Regions from separate parts of the Mus musculus genome. Here region 2 is linked to region 1. A link is a contact called in public Hi-C data. All regions are on one chromosome and are shown on one strand. The core of a region is the stretch at or near the end of the contact, and the rest is flanking DNA. Distances in the headings are between cores, read along the strand shown. Region 1 overlaps Ssc4d (scavenger receptor cysteine rich family, 4 domains). Region 2 holds the start of Sh2b2 (SH2B adaptor protein 2).

The links. A called contact is a pair of places that touch in the nucleus more often than the background predicts.
Region 2: a Hi-C map of embryonic stem cells shows a contact between it and region 1, with 4 times the contacts expected there. The contact joins the promoter of Sh2b2 here to the enhancer-like site in region 1. A contact is called at or near these places in 2 of 15 datasets of contacts at CTCF or cohesin (embryonic stem cells and large pre-B cells), 24 of 484 Hi-C or Micro-C datasets (B cells, the Ba/F3 cell line, the G1E-ER4 cell line and 6 more), 4 of 115 datasets of contacts at active chromatin or transcription factors (bone marrow-derived macrophages, embryonic stem cells and microglia) and 4 of 9 other capture datasets (adipose tissue, embryonic stem cells, liver and 1 more).

Annotation. Positions count from the first base shown.
Region 1 is chr5:135,960,397-135,967,529 of GRCm38.p6, forward strand. It overlaps Ssc4d (scavenger receptor cysteine rich family, 4 domains), which reads right to left. Exons shown (of 11, transcript NM_001160366.1): 5 at 5,679-5,756; 6 at 5,175-5,489; 7 at 4,223-4,300; 8 at 2,960-3,034; 9 at 2,527-2,838; 10 at 1,493-1,570; 11 at 1-812. The coding sequence ends at 496. Among named protein-coding and RNA genes, the nearest start is that of Ssc4d, 11 kb to the right of the region's middle. Within about 2 kb of position 2,300, at least 418 of the 459 cell types and tissues checked have an H3K27ac peak or open chromatin away from gene starts, as enhancers often do. A contact at or near this core is called in B cells, the Ba/F3 cell line, the G1E-ER4 cell line and 10 more, where this site is marked.
Region 2 is chr5:136,241,594-136,248,218 of GRCm38.p6, forward strand. Sh2b2 (SH2B adaptor protein 2) reads right to left here and starts at 3,347. Exons shown (of 9, transcript NM_018825.4): 1 at 3,036-3,347. It overlaps Gm30408 (a long non-coding RNA gene), which reads left to right and starts at 3,842. Exons shown (of 4, transcript XR_868600.2): 1 at 3,842-4,024; 2 at 6,382-6,451. It also overlaps a transcript of Cux1 not described here.

The DNA of each region.
Region 1 (7,133 bases), core at 1,050-3,549:
TTCAGCGGAGCACCATCTGAGTCCAGGTCCTCACCCAGCAGGGAAGGTGATGGCCTGGTTCTTCTGCAGTCCCCTGCCAGTCTATAGAAAAGAGCACCCCAACCCCTTTGTCTCCCCACTTTTAGCAGGAGACCAAGAGAGGTCACGGTAAGGGTTTGAAGGCATTTACAGACAGCCCAAGCCTCATGGATGTGGGTGCAGAAGGGAAGGATTGGGGGTACTATATGAGTTCCCCCAAAGAGAAGTGGGTTATTCTCTCACATTTTCTGATTTGGCTGAGCAAAACATTGCTATGTTCACTGTATTGGGCCTTCCGCAGGTGATAACAGTCTCGGGACACACAGTAAGAGGACTCGGGCAGGTACTGCATCTCTCCCATGCACGGGGAGAAAGGGGTACCAGGAACCCGAGCTATCATAGGAAGGCATCCTGGGAAAGGACAGGCAGTTCCTCATAGGCTCCTTTGATATGGTATGGAGTACAGAGCCATCTGGGTCACAATGGCTGGCACAAGACACTGGCATCCTCGCTGTGGTCACAGTTGTGGACATCCCAGCGGATATGAGAGCACAGTAGCAAGGTGCTCTCATCTCCTCGGCATTTGACATTGTCCAAGAGGATTGGGCCTCGGCCTGGGCCAAAGTGGGCCTCTCCCGGGGCTGCGAGAGCCTGGCCACATCCCAGCTGACGGCACAGGACAATGGCTGCCCGTAGGTCCCAGGCATCATCACAAACAGTGCCCCACCGTTGTCCTAGGAAGAGTTCTACGCGCCCCTCACATCGGTGTGTTCCACTAGCCAGACGGAGGTGCCCTGTGTTGGAGATAAGGCCTGGGTCAGAAGAGCCCATGGGATCATGGGACCCAAGAGATGGCTCTACAGTTGAGGGCACTTGCCACCACAGGTTGTCCTCTGACCTTCACATTCCTTCATACTGTTTTGCCTTCACATGTGTGAACATATCATGCATATACACGGGTACACAGACACCAATAAATAATGCTGGACAAGTTGGCACACACCTCTGATCCCAACACTAAGAAGGCAGAGGCAAGCAGATCTCTGTGAGTTCAAGCCTAGCCTGTTCGACACAGCAATGGTCAGCCAGAGCTATGTAGTGAGACCCTCAACAGACAGTCTCAGCCCCTTAGCCACAGGCTGTTTGCAAACTATGACCATGTCTTATCCTGACCCTCAAAGTTTACTGTCCCCACTTCCACACCTACATTCCCTGGGCTAATTTGTTGTTTGTTTTTCCATGAGCCCTTGTATGTTGTTCAGGCAGGCCTTGAAGTTACTGTCCTTCTGACCCAAGTCTCCAGAATGCTGGAATGAAAGCCATAGGCCACCATGCCTAATTCTGCATTCTCTCATTTCTTCAGTTTGTTTGATCCCAAGTGGAGAAATCTCTAGGTTGCTGTAGTGTTTTATCACTCCAGGTCCATCTTATCCCTAAAGTTCCAACCTCATTTTCAGTGGCAGTAAACACCTACCATCTCTGGGCCGAGGACTGGGCATTCGGGTGGTCTCAGAACCAGCCTGCTGGACTTGGAGTCCCAGTTCCTCTGGGCCTGGCTCAGCAGGGGCATAAAAAAAGAGATGGTTGTCATGGTGGGGAACATATGCTCCCTAGAACCAGATCAATTCTCCCAACCTTCCCAAGTTGTACAGAAAGACAGAAAGAACCTCAAAGACCTGCCAACCTAAGGTAGGAGACTGGAGGACCCCCTAGGTCTAGGCATCAAGTAAAGGTGGAGATACGGGAACAAGGGATTGACAGTGTCCTGCCAGACTTTGTACACACCTGTTTTCATTGGTATCTCTGAAAAGTCAAAGGCTAGTTTTGGGAAAGCCGTCAGCCACTCCTGCTTCCTACCAATCACTAGCAGCAGAGACTATAAATTGGATAGCACAGCACGAGTGCTCCCTTGACCGCGCCCTAGTCACCCCCTGCAGACAAATCGCCCTTCCGGTTACACCCCTAAGGCTCAACAGCGAGAGTGCAGGAGCATCCACCCCCCCCACCCCACCCCCACCCCCTGCTATGTGCAATACTTCCGCTGCAGTGCAGCAGAGAGCGCCACGCCCATTCCTCCACCGCAGCTCCTGCTATCAGGCCCCGCCCACAAACCCTGTGCCCTGCTTCACTTTCGCCTTCCCAGTCCTAGGCCAGCCAGAAAGCTACGCAGCTTCCGCTCGCTCCCACAGCAGGGAGCTCCTGCGCACGACCCCACCCAGGCCTCCTCAGACTCGGCCCCACTCCCGACTGTGAGCTAAAAGAGGCTCCGCCCACAGGACCGTCATGGCCCACGCATCGCCCAGCTCAACCACATCTTGTCCCGCCCCTACAGGATACCCACCCCTCTCCTGATTCAGGCCCGCCCATAGACGTGAGCGCATGCGTTCATGGGTCCTCGCCCAGCTTGCACGGCTCCACCTTTCCTCCATATAAACCCTGCCCGCACCTCCTATGGGTCGGGCCCCGCCCACCACTCCGGCTCCACCTCCTCTCTTGCCACAGCTTCACCTGCACAAAGCGCTCCGGCGTCTTCGTGGTGGCCGCAGTTGTGCTGTCCCCAGCCCAGATGGAAGCAGTCGCTGAGGCGGGCCTCAGTACCGGTGCAGCCTACGTTGTCTAGCAGCACAGGGCCTCGGCCATAGCCAAAATGACCAAGGCCCGTGGCGCCTAGCGCGGGCCCGCAACCCGCCTCGCGACAGGCCACCCGCGCGTCCGCGAAGTCCCAGTCATCGTCGCACACGGTGCCCCAACCCCCGGCGTACAGCACCTCCACGCGGCCGCGGCACGGGCTCGGGCCCCCGACCAGCCTCAGCCTTCCGCCTGCGGGGCGCACAGGCCGGTGCCAGGGGATGACCTGGGACAGCAGGCTCCCCTCCCTATTGCAGCCCTTGGCCCACCGCTCCCCCCAACCCCCCTGCGGGACCCGGGCAGGGCCACTTACTTTTCTTCCCTGAGGCCCGGGCTGCTGTCGTCAGCCACACAGTGTCCCTGGAAGGTGAGGCACCAACTCCTGTAGCTGCGGAGACAAGGGAGCCTTTGAAGGGAACAAGAAGGCCATTTACCACACCCACAGCTTACTTTGCCTCAGTCACAGAGTCACCTCACTGTCTAGTAAAAAACATCTTTTAGGATTTTCCTCCCTATTTTCTTTTTTTCCCAAGATAAGCTCTCAGTATGTAGCCTTGGCTGGGCTAGAACTCACTATGTAGATAGGCCGGATCTCCAGTGGTGATAGCGCATGCCTTTAATCCCAGCACTTGGAAGGCAGAGACAGGCGGATTTCTGAGTTCGAGGCCAGCCTGGTCTACAGAGTGAGTTCCAGGACAGCCAGGGCTATACAGAGAAACCCTGTCTCAAAAAAACAAACAAACAAAAAAACAAAAAGGGACTGATCTCTCAGACTTACAAGAGATCTGTCTCCCGAATGCTAGGAGTAAAAGCTTTTGGGTTTTTGAGGTCTTGCCTCAATTTGGTGTGACCCACCATTCGTGGTTTTGTGGTCCTTCAGATGGGCTTGTTCTTTTTTGTTGTTGTTGTTTTTTGTTTTTTGTTTTTTTTTTTTTTTTTTGAGACAGGGTTTCTGTGTAGCCCTGGCTGTCCTGGAACTCACTCTGTAGATCAGGCTGGCCTCAAACTCAGAGATCACCTGCCTCTGCCTCTGCCTCTCAAGCGTTGGGATTAAAGGCGTGCGACACCACTGCCCTGCTTGGGCTTGTTCTTGATAAGCAGTCAGTCAACCACCTGAGTTCCACCCCTCAACTCCTGAATCTTAAATTATCGTACTTTTAATCACACAGTGATACCTGTAGTTTTAATTCCAAACTTACCTCTAACCTTGATTCCTGATTTGAGTTCCTACTCATGGGCTCTTAATTCCCCACCTTAACAGCAACCCCTAATTTGACTCAAGCATTTTAAAGAAATCTTTAATCCCAGCACTCAAGAGGCAGAAGCAGGTGGATCTCTGTGAGTTGAGGGCCAGCCTCATCTACAAAGGGAGTCCCAGGGCTACAGAGGAAGAAAGCTCTTATCCACCCTTAATTCTTCAGAGCTCTGGGTGTCATCTGCTGCCATCTGCTCATCTTTACCATCTGCCCCAAAGCCTTTGCTCAAGTCCCTTTCCTGTGTCTCTAGAAGAGCTTCCTTAGTTCCCACCCCTGCCTGTCTCATCCAACCTTTCCAGCGGGGAGAGCGGGCTCTTTACCTGCTGGCCCAGTGTGCCGTGCCCAGTCTTCTTTTGTGACAGACGGAGGCAGAGCTGTGGAAGTCGGAGGGCTTAGAACTAGAGCAGGAGAGAAGACAGAAGGGTCAGTCATTGGACCAGCTTTACATCCAGGACTGGCATTCAATGAGCCCTGGCCAGCTTTGACAGCAGTCCTTTATTTATTTATTTATTTATTTTGGTTTTTTGAGACAGGGTTTCTCTGTGTAGCCCTGGCTGTCCTGGAACTCACTCTGTTAACCAGGCTGGCCTCGAACTCAGAAATCTGCCTGCCTCTGCCTCCCAAGTGCTGGGATTAAAGGCGTGTGCCACCACTGCCTGGCTTGTTTTTGTTTTTGTTTTTCTTCAGGGTTTTATGTAGCTGAGGGAGTAGTAGAGCTGTAAGTATGTACCAGCAGGCCTGGTTTGTGTGGGGCTGGAAATTAAACCCAGGGCTTCTTGCATGTTAGGAAAGCACCCCATCAAATAAGCTACATAACTCTGCTCCAATGCTGACCTTTAATTTGCTGAAAACACCTCCCAAATTGGAGAGGGTCCATATGGGGGGGCAGTCTATTATTAGATTCTCAGGGTTACAGATAGCTAGGCATGGTTCTGCAGTTAGGTTCTTTGAAAGTAATCTTTGAGGGAGCATTCTAGAATATTATTGCTTTATTCTGAAATCATCCATGAAGAATACCTGGAAATTGCTAGAAAATTCTGGAAGCAGTCCTAATAATGGAGGAATAAGAGCTACTGAGAATGTGCGAATGAGTTATCCAAATTGCTTCCCCAGAGCGGGCCTGAATAGTACAGGTAATTTCAAAGCCTTTCTGGAAAGATAGCCAACCCCTTTTCCCACTCAGCCATTAGTTTCTTCCAGTTCTCCTCCCACCTTTACTCCTTCCGAAGACCCCGCCCCGTAGCCTGGCACCGCCCCCGCTGCCCCTGGCACCTGCACAGAGCACCCCAGCATCCTCGTGGTGTCCGCAGTTGTGCACGCCCCAGCCTAGGCTCTGGCAGGCTGCCAGGCGGGGCTCGCCACCTTCGCAGTGAACATTGTCCAGCAGGATATGCCCGGTACCATAGCCGAAAAAGGCATTAGTGGTGGCGGCCAAGGCGACCCCACAGCCCAGCTGGCGGCACACAACAGCAGCATCCTGCAGCCCCCAGTCATCGTCGCATACAGTGCCCCAGACGCCACCATGCAGAATCTCCACTCGGCCTTGACACGGGCTGGCGCCGCCCACCAGACGCACACTGCCCTCACCTGGTGATGGTGGATGGAGATGGGTGGGGCAAGTAACATTTTACAGGGAAGGAACCATTTTCATCTACTTAATCAATGCACCAGGTCTCCCAGGGACAGCAACCTGGCATGCAGGTCCAGAACCCCACAGCAGGGGTAAAATAGCCAGCCCACCCGCTTGGCCAAGCCTCACACTACCGTATGACATACCTTTTCCATTTTGGAGGGCTGTAGCGGGTGCCATACTGGTTAACACCTTCCTTGTTGGGGGCTGTGTGTGCAAGAATTCTGCAGAGAAAGTAGGGTGCAAGCAAAGATATAGGGATCTTTCTGTTCTCCATCCTCACACACAAGACCCCTGAGATACCTGCTTTGGAGACCAAAGACCTGAATTCTGGATATGTAGAGGCACTATTTGCTTCTCCTTCCCCCACTTATTACCAAGATAAGAATAAACTTGAATGTGTCCTCTTATCTCCGGAATGCTGTGATTTCAGGGCCGTGTTACCATGTCTGAGGCCCAGATTCTCCATTTTATTTTATTTATTTATTTATTTTGTTTTTCGAGACAGGGTTTCTCTGTATAGCTCTGGCTGTCCTGGAACTCACTTTGTAGACCAAGCTGGCCTCGAACTCAGAAATCCGCCTGCCTCTGCCTCCCAAGTGCTGGGATTAAAGGCGTGTGCCACCACACCCGGCTCAGATTTTCCATTTTTTGATGTGTGTGTACGCGCACATGTGCGTGCTGAAAGCGCTTGTGAGTGTAGTGCATGTGCGGTATATGAGTATGTGTGTAGGTCCAAGGACCCGTGCACCACGTGGAGACCAGAGATCCATGCGGGGTGCTCTTTTATGCGGGGTGTTTTATTTATGGAGTTGTTTTTAATATTTTTTAGATTTATTTATTTCATGAGTCTGAGTGCTTGGTATGTATGTTTGTACACCATGTACGTGCCTAGTGTCTGCAGAAAGCAGAAGCATTCTGGATAGCTGTGAACTACCATGTGGATGCTGGGAACCGAACCCAGGTCCTCTGCGAGTATTACTCTTCCTCCCCCCCCCCCACCCATCGAGCCATCTCTGCAGCCCCTTTATTTATTTTTATTTTATGGATATGGTTGTTTTGCCTTTTTGTATGTCTGGGCCTCACATGCATGTAGTACCTATAGGGGCCAGAAGAGGGCGCGAGATCGAGGATGAATGCGAGCCACCCTGTGGGTGCTGGGACTCAAACCTGGGTCCTCTGGAAAAGCAGCAAGTGCTCTGAACTACTGAGCCATGTCTTCAGTCCCTTAAGCCCAAGTCCTAATGCAGTTGGTAACCCCGGGGGAACTTCCTGGAAACATTAAATTCTTAGAGTCAGAACGTCTAGGACCCAGCTACAGCTTCTGTTTTTGTAAGCATTGCGGGCTAGAAAATGGTTCTCAGATTCGACTCTGAGTCTCTGATGTAGCTATAAGCTCAATAGATAGAGCTTATGATCAGGGTGACCCCAGTGGTCTGGCTTATAAAGCTAAGGCTAGTGTAATGGTACACACCTGGAATGCCAGCAGTCAGCAGATAGAGGGAGGAGAATCAGGTGGTCCAGGTCAGCCAGGCCTATATCAGGCTTCATCTCAGATAGATAGATAGATAGATAGATAGATAGATAGATAGATAGATAGA
Region 2 (6,625 bases), core at 2,097-4,596, 280 kb after region 1:
GACAGCGAGGCAGGCTCGAAGACTAATTAAATCTCCCCCCATGGGGACTGCAGCCTGGAGGTTCACGACACCTGAAAACCCTCCCTTATACTTTGCCAGGGTTCAGGGGACCATGCGAGAAATAAGAATCAGCTTTGGGCGTGGCAGTGCACACCCCAACAGTTAGGAGGTGGAGTCATGAGCTCCTGGAGTTCAGCCTTGGTAACAGAGGGAGATGTTCAGGGCTGCACAAGGCTCTTATCTCGAAACAAATAAGAACACCAGCTGGTGATAGCAGTGCACACCGTTGATCCCAGCACTCAGGAGGCAGAGGCAGGAGGATCTCTGGGAGTACTAGGGCAGCCTGGTCTACAAAGTGAGTTCCAGGATAGACAGGGCTACACAGAGAAACCCTGACTCAAAACAAAAACAAAACAAAACAAAACAAAACAAAAAAAAAACCAAGGGCTATTAAAATGACTTCGTAGGTAAAGGTGTTTGCCACCAAGTCTGATGACCCTAGTGGCATCCCCAGGACCCACATGGTGGAAGGAGAAAGCTGACTTCCAAAGTTGTCTTCTGATGTCCACATGTATGCCACAGCAGGGCATGCCCGTAACACACACACACAAATAAATGTTATAAAAATTACAACAACAACAACAACAAAAATTACAACAACAACAACAACATCAGAGCTTAAGCTCTTGCCCAGGGGAAGTGGCTTGGGAGTCTCTGATCTGGGGACTGAGTGACTTTGGGCAAATCATTCTACGTCCCCTAAATTTGTTTTGTGACAATGCTCAGAGTTTGGCACAGGTCAGCTGAGATCAAGTTAGTTAGCCCTGGGAGGCAGAGACTCCACTGGCTAGCTGTCCCTTACCTTCAGCACTCCTCTCCCTCTCCCCTCCCCCTCCCTCCCTCCCATCCTCCTTCCCTCCCCCTCTTCCCTGGGTGTGTGTTCCATGTCTTCCTTGGGGACTCCTAGTAAGTAGGTAAGAGGGACTAAGAAGCTTTGGGAAGAGTTTCTTCACAACTGGGGGAAAGAAAGTGTGAGCATTAACTCTCTACTCCCCAAAACTGCTCAGTTCCGGATCACCCACAGTCCTCACTACCGAGGGTCACTCCTTCCAGGAGCATGTGTAGTCCTTACCGAGACTAAGGGAGATGGGTTCAAGAAAGCAGTAGCTGGCAAACTCTGGCTCTGTGGCCCTGCCCCATGAAACCCACCCTGCCTCAGGCTGGTGAAGCAGCCTACTTAGCAGGGGAAGGCGCTCACCATCTCACCTTGTGAGCTCACCCCTGGAGCCCCACATAAAGGTGGAAAGAGAGACCGAAAAGTCCACAGATCTTTGCATGTGCTCGGAGGCATATGTGCCCACACACATCACACACACACCACTCCCACCACCACCACCAACAGGAATAAATATAATTTAAGAATCAATTAAATATGTATAGCATTGGAAATGTAAATGAGCTAAATACCTAATAAAAAATGGAAAAAAAAAGAATCAATTAAATACAGGCAGAAATCTCTCTCACTTCAAGCCTGGTCTACATAGAGAGTTTCAGGCCATAGTGAGACTGTCTCAAACAACAACAACTAAGCAAACAAAACCATGATGCCTCACACTAGCCGAATGGGATTTTGAAAGATTTTTTCCCCCCCAGACATCTTGGAAATCAAAAGATATATATTGAAGGTGATACAGTGTAGCGGTTTCAGATTCCCCGTTCCTTACAGCCTCCTGGGGGAACCACTTATCTGGGGGGTGACTGCCCAAGTAGGAAGGGTGCTCCCCAAGAGGAGCAATTCCATCAGATCCCCTGGCAGAAACACTTATTTGGCACACGAGGTAATTCAGCTCAGGGGGCAGACAGAGATCAGGTTGATGAGATGGCTCAGTGGTAACAAGACGTGCGCCAAGCCTGATGACCTGAGTTCGGTCCCCAGAACCCATGTAAAGAAAGAACTGACTCTCGAAAGTTGTCCTCACACACTCACACACACACACACACACACACACACACACACACACACACTCATAAATAAACAAGCAAAAATTTTTAAAAATTCCACAAAGGGGCAGAGATGAAGCTCAACACTGGTCTGACAGCCCCACCCCCTACATCACCTCTGGTGAACTAGACTCTGGTTTACCCACGTTCACAGCCTCTTTGGGGGATACCCTGCGACTGTCCGATCACTGCAGACTTCTGACCTCAAAGACTCCACTGAGGGACTCTATGCGAGGGTGGAAGGGTAGGAAAGCCCTGGCGCGTCCCAGCCTCTGCCTGGCTCCGGCCCGCAGCCCTGGCGCGTTTCCTACACGCGCAGCTCACAGGTTCATCAATGGCCTAGGCCGAAGGGGCTGAATGGAGGGCACTAACCCGCCCCTTCTTAAAGGCGCCGGCCTGTCACCCTCGGCGATCCTCCTCTCAAACCCGGGGCTGCTCCGGAGCTCCAGAGTGGGCGGGTCACGAATAGTGGCCGTGGGAAAGAGGGCCTGGGCCGGAAAGAGAGTGTCCCCACGGGGTCACTGTGGCCCAGCGAGACCCCAGCGTGTAGCCATCACCCTCATGCTGTGTTGACCCACCTCCTCCCAGACCCTGGAAGAGACCTGAACGTCCCCTCCCCCCAGCATCGGATCCCTTCCTGTAGAGGACCAGCTGCGCTCGCCCCTCCAACCAGCCAGGGTCTGATGAGGGGAAAGGGGCTCAGCTGCTCCAGAGGTGGCTTCTTTCTCCCACCTCAGCTTCCCGTTACTCTCCACTTCTCCTGGGCAGTGGGTCTAGGATCCGATCCCAGAGGGGTTCATCCCCCTCTGTCGCGCGTCCTCCTCCCTCCCACCGGTGCACACAAAGACACGCTCGGACCCGGGCGCGTGCGACCGCGCTTCCCGGGGAGGCGGTGAGCACACACCACACACCTCATCACACACACACACACACACACACACACACACACACACACACACACCCTCGGGGACAGCTGGGCACCGGGTAGAGTAAAGGACCGTGGGGACAGGGAGCTGAGAACAAGCAGGCCGTACCTACAGGCGCGCAGCTTCGGCCGCGCGGGCTGGGGCGCCGGAGGAGCGCTGCCCGGACCGCGGCTGGGATCCCCGGACCCGGTGGCGCATGGCCCTCCGGGCCGTAGCTCCGCCCTTGGTGGCCGGTGGCGGCGGCAGCGGGGGTGGCTCCCGCTTCCCTGGCCTGCAGCTTGCGAGGCGGTCTTGGCGGTCCTGGTGCGGCCCCCTTGAGGTTCTCTCCCTCTTCAGGCTCCCGAGCTCCGCGCGCTCCGATCCCAGACTCGCGCGCCGCGCGCCCCTGGCCCTCCTCCTTGCCTGAGCAGCGCGCGCCTCTGGGCCCCGCCCCACCACTAGCCCCGCCCCAACACGCCCCCCCGCTTCAGGCCCCTCCTTTGCCGCACCCCCCGCCCACGCGGCGCGAGCCACTAGCCACGCTCCCAAGTCCTTCCCCAACCCCCAACCCCGGCTCTCTCTCCGGAGCCCCAGTGGCGCCGGCTAACCGCTCTGTCTTCCTCCGGACAGTGGCTGAGCAGAAAGACCCGGGTGCCCAGGTCTCGTTGCCAGTCGAAGGAATCCCTCTCGTGTGGGAGCGTCTCCCGAAGCCCAGGGTGGTGGCCCCCAAGGGCAGGATTGGAGGATGTTCTACGTGATGGGTCACCCCGGGCGTGGACACCCTATAAATGTCTCTGGGTTACTGAGAGTCAGACAGGGGCGGGCGCTGTAGGCCGACCCTCCGCCAGAGGACAATGGAAGCCTCGAGGAGGTCCAGATGTCGCAACCAAGGAAATGTCTGTCTGGTTCTCAACATCCAGGAGCCCAGAGCCACGCCCCCTGTCTTCCTCCTGCCCTCGGGGTGCGGGAAACCGCCCAGGATTTCGGATCTGGGGAAGAGCTCCTACACACAGGTCCTCCCCACTCAGCTTTACTCTGGTCCCACCAGGAGAGGTGTCTGAGGTCGTCCAGGATTCTGCGAAGTCCTCACTCTGGGTTGGCGACAGAACCAGAACTAGGTATTGCCTGGCCTGACTTCTCTGGTGGCGCTCTAGGGCATCCCGAGGGGTAAAGAGACCAGAGGAGATGGAATAACCTGGTGACTAGAGGCGCGGGGAGGAGTCAGATGGGGTTGACACATGCCCATAATCCCAACGCGCTTCGGACGGAGGAGGGAAGCAATAGTTTGAGACCAGCCTAGGGTACATACTGTCTCAAAAAGCCAAAAAACGAAAAAAACGACAAAACCCCACAGGTGTGTGAGGGGATGCTCAGAGGTGAGGCCTGTGGCTTCTGCAGTGGATATGGTCCCTTGGGCCTGCTCTCCTCTCCTCCTTGCTCCCCATTTCAGGGAGACTTCTGTCTGTGTTGACCTCAGGCTGTGATCTGCCTGGAGTGCCTCCATCTGCTGCCCTCCTCCCACACGGGGTGGCCTCTGACCTTTGTAAAGTCCTTTCACTCACAGGAAATCAGATTCACTGATTATTTTCCAGGAAGCAGCAGGGGTGGCATGGGGCTGGGGGAACTGGGCTGACATTGGAGAGATGGGGTGTGCTGAGCACATGGGAACTTGCTGGGGGCCACCGAAACCAGCCAGACCTCTGTTGAGGCCTGCCTGGGTACCTGTTTCTTCTCAGCCACACAGGGACCAGCAGCTGCCCTGTCTCTAGACCTGGCCAGCAAACACTTAATGAAAGTTTAGGCTGGAATCCAGCCATTGATTGAACTCATGTGGCTGTGAACCAGGAGGTTCCCAGTCAGGAAGGGTAGTATAGGGGTGAGAGAGAAACTGAACCCCTGGGTGGTCTGGCTATAGAACCCACTGTCCCCACTGCTTAGGGAGATGGGATGCTGGGGACATGAAAGAGGACTTACCTGGATCTAAGTTGTGGCTTAAATTCAATGGTGAGCTGTCAGTGACTGGCGAGGATTCTGGGATGGGAAACCCAGAATAAGACAATGGTTCTGATCTCTCAGAGGAGGAAGTGAGGAGTGAGTCTAACCCACATGAGGAACTGACAGGACACATAGAAGGAGGGTGGCAGTGATTGGCTGAGAGCAGCTGTCATGGAGATTGGAATGAGGTTTAAGGGTGACAGGTGCATCCGGGCTCCCTGAGGATAGAAGACTTTGGGGCCTTGGAGGAAAATCAGCTAGGACAGATGATAAGGGGTGCTTTTATGGTGGGCTCTGAAGGAGGGGCCTCCCTGGATGCAGAGATCAGAGAAAGCTTGGAATTAAACCTGACATGGACATAGCCCAGTGAGTCTTTTTTTAAAAAAATATATTTTATGTATATTAGTACCTTGCACACAAGATGGAATCAGACAGGTGTCAACTACTGTGTGGGTGCTGGGAATTGAACTCAGGACCTTCAGAAGAGCAGTGAGTGCTCTTAACCACTGAGCCATCTCTCCAGAACTCCCCTCCCGGCCTTTCTTTTTCAAAGACAGGATTTTTTTTTTTTTTTTTTTTTTTTTTTTGGGTAGCCCTGGCTGTCCTGGAACTCACTCAGTAGAACTAGGCTGGTCTTGAACTCACAGAGAGCCACCTGCTCCTGGTCCCTGAGTGTTGGGATCAGAAGCGTGCATCACCATTGCCCAGCTCCCAGTAAGTCTTGCTTTGTGAGTGGGACAGACTGGGGAAAGTTGGTTCTCAGATTGCTGGAGTGTGATGGCTTTGGTACATTTGGCAAGCAGGGACCCAAGAAAAAAAAAGATGCACGCTTCATACATAGCTCTGGGGCACAAAGAAATAGAAGCAGAGACTCCCCAGAAGTTGACAGGGAGGTGACATGAGCCTGTTGGGACACGTCAGGCCCTCAGCCATGGCTGGTCTGACTAACTGATGAGTACTCTGTCATGTGTGGTTTTATGAGACAGTGTTGCTGTTGTAGCTCAGACTGAAGTAATGATCCTGACTGCTAGGAATCTATGTATCTTTATCTATCAGGTGTTATTTATCTTTTGGGGTGGGGACTCTACTCAGGGTCTTGTACATGCTAGGTAACACTCTACCACTGAGCTACGCCCCAGCCCCTCCCTGGAGGACTCTAGGCAGGGGCTCTACCACTGAGCCACGCCCCCAGCCCCCTCACTAGGGGATTCTAGGCAGGGGCTCTACCACTGAGACACACCCCCAGCCCCTCCCTGGGGGATTCTAACAGGGGCTCTACCACTGAACCACGCCCCCAGCCCCTCCCTGGGGGATTCTAGGCAGGGGCTCCACCACTGAGCCACGCCCCCAGCCCCTCCCTGGGGGATTCTAGGCAGGCTGTAATACTGAGATCCAACAGGTTGTTTGGGAATAAAGAATATATTTCTGGTTTGGAGGGGGCTGTACTCAACAAACTCTGACACTCTGGTCTGGGTTCCAGGAATGCTCTGGACATACTCATAGCATTTCTGAGGATAGGAAGAATGGGAGAGAGCCTACCTATATGCCAGGTAAGCTCCAGGGGGCAGGTGCTGCAGGCACCCACCAGTCTCTCAGACACTCAATGTTCAGCTGAGGAGTCACAGAATAAAAGACCCCACTGTGGCTGCAATGATTCTTTATTTCTTGCGAAGCTGAAGAAGATTAAACCCAGCAGAGGAGGGTCTGCCTGAGGTCCTGAGAGT